2 separate regions of the Mus musculus genome follow, and region 1 is linked to region 2. A link is a contact called in public promoter capture Hi-C data. All regions are on one chromosome and are shown on one strand. The core of a region is the stretch at or near the end of the contact, and the rest is flanking DNA. Distances in the headings are between cores, read along the strand shown. Region 1 holds the start of Fbxo21 (F-box protein 21). Region 2 holds the start of Bicdl1 (BICD family like cargo adaptor 1).

The links. Promoter capture Hi-C pulls out the DNA fragments that hold promoters and counts their contacts.
Region 1: a promoter capture Hi-C map of hippocampal neurons shows a contact between it and region 2, with 3 times the contacts expected there. The contact joins the promoter of Fbxo21 here to the promoter of Bicdl1 in region 2. A contact is called at or near these places in 1 of 39 promoter capture datasets (hippocampal neurons) and 1 of 484 Hi-C or Micro-C datasets (embryonic stem cells).

Annotation. Positions count from the first base shown.
Region 1 is chr5:117,975,397-117,978,096 of GRCm38.p6, forward strand. Fbxo21 (F-box protein 21) reads left to right here and starts at 1,374. Exons shown (of 12, transcript NM_001346588.1): 1 at 1,374-1,643; 2 at 2,462-2,597. The coding sequence starts at 1,405.
Region 2 is chr5:115,730,257-115,732,956 of GRCm38.p6, forward strand. It overlaps Bicdl1 (BICD family like cargo adaptor 1), which reads right to left and starts at 1,365. Exons shown (of 9, transcript NM_001080808.2): 1 at 866-1,365. The coding sequence starts at 1,303.

The sequences.
Region 1 (2,700 bases), core at 124-2,623, 2.2 Mb after region 2:
TATGGTAATTGTTGTATTGCCAGAGAGGGCATATATGTCCCCCAAATCATGAAGGATTGTTGAGTGGAAGACAATTAAAAGCAGACACCATGAACACCTCTAAAATCACACTCAGCATTTTGGGAGGCAGAGTCAAAGGGATCAGCGGCTTGAAGGAGCCCAGTCACACAGAGGAGAGCTCCCCACGATACTTCGACCTGCTTCAAATCAGGACATAGATTCAGGGGTTACTACTATTCTCCACACCATCATAGAGCTAGAAATAGGGGTCCCCAAAAACAAATAGTATGCTTGCCTCAGTACCCAGTGGAGAGTGAGTCACCCGTGGAGAAGGCCAAATCACTTCCAGGAAGTGCTTGGTATAAGATAGCCATTTTCAACAGCTTAATTTTGGGACTATGGCATGGCTGTAAAGTGCATGGCTAACCGGCACCAAGCCCTGGGTTTCACCCCCGCACTACCACCTCTGAAGTACATCTTGGTGGTGTATGCCTTTAATACAAGCTATGGGAGGTAAAGGCAGGGGGGCCAGAAACTCAAGGTCCTTCTCCAATACATAATTCAAGACCAGAGTGGACTACATCAGACTCTGTCTCAAATTGCTTTTGAGATCGGATCTTAATATAGATAGCCCAACTTTTGATCTGCGTGCCTCGGTCTCCTGAGAGCTGGGAATTAGGAAGTAAGCCACCATAGTCATTTTTAACTTTTAGTTATTGTCTATGTGGACTCATGTCCCATCGAGAAGGTGAAGGCCAAAGGGCAATTTTGTTTTGTTTTGTTTTGTTTTTCGAGACAGGGTTTCTCTGTGTAGCCCTGGCTGTCCTGAAACTCACTCTGTAGACCAGGCTGGCCTCGAACTTGGAAACCCACCTGCTTCTGCCTCCCAAGTGCTGGGATTAAAGGCGTGCGCCACCACTGCCCGGGCAACCTCGATATATTTATTTTCGAGACAGGGTTTCTCTGTGTATCTCTGGCTGTCATGGAACTCGCTCTATAGCTGAGGCTAGCCTCGAACTCTGAGATCTGCCTACTTCCACCTCCTAAATGCGGAGATCAAAGGTGCCACCGCCTCCCCGAATTTGCGTGTCATCCTAGGCGCAGCATCCATGCAAATCTCTGCATCGTTCCAGTTTTAGTATCTGCGCTGCCGAAGACGAGCACCCAGCTATCATTTTTAAAAATGCCCCTGGGAGAATCAGGACGCGAAAGGACCATTTATCTCTGCAGCAGCAGCCAGCTCTCGCCTCTGGCTCTTCCCAGTCCTCCAAGCGGAGTGGGCGGGACCCCCTGGCGTGGGCGGGGCGTTCCCAGCCACTCCCCCTGAGGGCGTGGTACGGCTTCTTAGGCTCCTATCGCGCGCGCGCCCGCCCGCACAGCGGCCCCCTCAGGTACGCGGACAAGATGGCGTCGGTAGCGGGGGACAGCGCTATGGAGGTGGTGCCGGCGCTGGCCGAGGAGGCCGCGGCTGAGGCGACGGGCCCCAGCTGCCTGGTGCAGCTGCCGGGCGAGGTGCTGGAGTACATCCTGTGCAGCGGCTCGCTCACGGCGCTGGACATCGGCCGCGTGTCCAGCACCTGCCGCCGCCTGCGCGAGGTGTGCCAGAGCAGCGGGCAGGTGTGGAAGGAGCAGTTCCGGGTGAGGTGAGCGAGCATCCCGTTCCCGGGACCCGCAGAGCCCCTCGGCGCCGGGCCTCGCGTGGGGCCCCACCCCGCCACCCTCCGGGCCTCCGGGCCGCGCGCCGCCCTCTTCCCGCGGCCGCAGACAAAGGCCTGCCTGCAGCCCGGGGGGCCCCCTCCGGAGCTCCGATGGGGTCGCGGCAGCCGCCCGAGGCCGGGGCCTCCGGAGCGCTCCGCCCCGGGGGGCTGCGGCCTTCACGCGCCTCCCGGCTGCAGGAGGAGGCGCATCTTTTGTGGCCGCTGCAGGATGTTGACGTGCAGGCAAAGCAGCGGTGCGTGCATTCCTGGCTAGCTCCTTAGGATGCCGGCATCGGACCTGCCAGTCCAGCTCGTGACCTTGGGGGTGGAGGGGGTGATGTCGGTCCACCTCCCTTCTCCAGAGCCTGGGTCTCCTGGTCGGTGATGAGACCCCCCCTCCTTTTTTTTTTTTTCCCATTATGGGGAATCAAATAAGATGAGGCCCGGGTTTGCAGGGCCTGATGCTGAGGGAGGCGCGCCATCCACGAGAACCGTTAGCATCACTGTGATTGTGGCCAGCGCAGAGATTGGGGGGCGGAGGGGGGGCGGCGGCTACTGGTGGTAGAAACGCTGCCTTTCGTGTCGCCACGCCAAGGTCACTGCATCTGAGTAGTGAGGGAATGCATTGCATACGCTATGATTATTGCAACTAGAGCCTCTGCCAAGTCCACCCCCCCCCCCTTGCCCGCAGACTCCTCCGTGGTTTTTTGCAGTCTCTGCGGAGCTGAGAAAGGGTGTTTTCTCTCCCCCCCCCCCCCTTATAGGTGGCCCTCCCTGATGAAGCACTACAGCCCCACCGACTACGTCAATTGGTTAGAGGAATATAAAGTTCGGCAGAAAGCTGGGTTAGAAGCCCGGAAGATTGTAGCTTCCTTCTCCAAGCGGTTCTTTTCAGAGCACGTAAGCATCAGGCTTGGTCATGCTCTGTGTGTGTGTGTGTGTGTGTGTGTGTGTGTGTGTATGTGTGTTCGTGCGCGCACGCGCTCGTTCGTGTGTGCCTGCC
Region 2 (2,700 bases), core at 115-2,614:
AAACACAGTTGTAGACGATGTTGTTGCATGGAATTAACAGAAATATTACTCATTTGAAAACGTACTTAGGATTATTTATTAACTGGGGTGTGTGTGTAGGCCGGAGGACACGTTGCTAGTGACATCCCACATGGGTTCTGAGGAACCAATTGGGGCAAGTGACCTTACCCACTGAACCATTTTGCCAGGAAACGACCCTCCCACAGGGGTGGGTGAGGGGAAATGTTTTTAGTAGTGGTTAAAAGTAACATACATGCTAAGACCCAGGACACAGGAAAGTACTACTGAGACACACATAGCTACTGAAGCCCAAACTAATCACATGATGAGCCCTGCCTTCTCTGATTTCTGCAATGGAACCACATCCCCTAATCCCTAAGCATTTGAAAGCTATATAAAGCTCCTTTCGAGGCACTTGTTCCCCACAACTCTCTGCCAGAAAGTTAAGACAAGGGCATCCAGAGGCCTTAATGCCCGGACTGGAAAGCTCTGGGCTAACACCCTGATTAGAGATTAACTGCTTCTCCGAACACCTGAAGCATATTTTAAATGCTTCTCGATGTTCTCATTTCTGTGTGCAGATATCGCCTTGGTGCTGTATAAATTAGTCATACTGTAAGCTCTATTTTAGACTCTGTGTACAATACATATATAGAACGGCCCACAACGGTGAGAGACGTGCACGGACTCACATCCGAGCTGGGTGGGAAAGGCAGGTGGGCTCAACGAACGCGCTGATGCTGGTGAAAACTATCCCTCCTGCCTCCCCGTTCTCGATGATCTTCTTCGAGGTAGACTAGGCACGGAAACGGGGAGGACAGGCAGGCACCCCAGCTCCCCACCCATGCCGCCGGAAGGTCCTCACCTCTAGCTTGTCCGTCAGCTCCTTGTGCATCTGCTCGTACTGCCGGCTCATGTCCTGGTTCCTCTCGAGCAGCGCCTTGCCTAGTCGGGCCGCCAACACCAGATCCTTCTCCTTCTGGCGGATCACCGACAGCAGCTCGGGATCCTGGGTAGGCGGCGGCGGCAGCGGCGGCCCGTGCCCCTCAACCGGAGACTCCGGCTCCGCCTGAGGATGCTCGCCGGGCTCGGACGACCGCTCCCCGGCCGCCAGCAACGCCAGCTCCTCCTCTAAGGCCAGTTCCAGTTCCCCGGGACCTCCGGGGAAGGAGACGAGGGCGGCAGCAGTGGCGGGACTCCGGACTGCGTCCCCGGCCCCAGCGGGCAGCTCCATGCAGCAGGCGCTGTCCGGCTCGGCGGGTGCTGAAGCTCGGCCGGCCAAGCCCAGGCAGAAGGCGGACATGGCCCGCGCGCGCCGAGCCCGCAGCGGTGCGGCCCGGCCGGCGCGCGCCAGGCTGCAAGGCGGGGGGTGGGGATGGGGATGGCGGGGGAGGGGCCCCGCCGCGCCGCCCCGCGCTTCGCCTCGCCTTGCGCCGCGGCACGCGCCCCCCGGGTCCCCGCGAGCCCTGGGCGCGGCGCGCGCGGGCGGGCAGGCGGGCGGCCCCTCCCCCGCGCCGGCGACACGCGCCCCCGCCCCCGGGGGGCTCAGCTGCTGGCGCGCGCCCGGGACGCGGACGACGGGGGTGGGCAAGAGCGGCAGAAGGGGAGATTGAAGAGGGGTGGCGGGGTGCGGAGCGGGAGGAGAAGCCGCGCTAAGGATCGCCGCCGCGGCCGGGGTTCAGCCGCCCTGTTGCTGCCGCTGCTGCTTCTGCTGCCGCCGTCGCCGCCGCCGCCGGCCGGCCGGCGCCTCACGGGGAGGGCTGCGCTCCGCTGTCGCTGCGTCGCTCGTTGCTGCTGCTGCCGTCGGCCGCTCCTTGCAGCCGCGCTCCATGTCCCCCGGCTCGGCGGCAGCAGCGGCGGCGACGGCGGCTGCTGCTGCTGCAGGGGCCGAGGCGGCGGCTCGACATCGTTGGCCGCACAGCCCCGGAGCAGTCCTTCCTTCTTGCCTGCCCGGCCCCGCAGCTCACCCGGCCGAGGAACCCGCCCGGCTCGCCCGCCGGGCTCGCTCCTCCGCCCGCCCGCCCCGCGCTTCCGGCCGCGCCCCTCTTCCCCGCCCCGGGGGCCGGCGCCTGACGCGCGCGGGCACCTGTTCGCCGCCGCGCCCGCGCGGGATTCGCCGACGCTCCGCTCGCCTCGGCCGCGCCCAGGTGGCGCCCGCCTAACCCGGACGTGGCCTCACGCGACGCGGGGACGGATGCGCGCGCCGCCCGTGGGGAAGCTCAGCGCGTCCTGAAAGGCCGGAGCCTCTCCCTCCCGTGTGTGTGTGTGGGGGGGGGGGGTGGGGACGGCCACGCCCCCGGCCTGGAGCCACGCCCTCAGCCTCGTTCCCAGCTCTAGGTGTGGCCACGCCCCCTGCGCGCTCACCTAAGGGTGCGGCTCTACGTCCACCACTTCTCCGACTCCTCCTCAGCTTGGCGCTCGGCCACGCCCCCTGCCTCGTTTTCGCCGGGGCCACGCCCCCCGCGCTCGCACCTCTGGGTGTGGCCTCCTCCTCCTCCAGACTCCCACGCTCTCACCCCTGATGGCGCTCTGCAGCGGCACGCGTCCTCTTCCTCGCCTCCGCGGCCCCAGCCCGCAGCCTCTCTTCGGTTTGGGGAGCTGGCGGGAGCCCCATTTGGATTGGGTCTTGTGGTGGGGTATCCTAGCTGGTCTGTGGTCCGAGGGGGCTGCGGACAATTATGTGAGTCAGGGAGCCAGGCG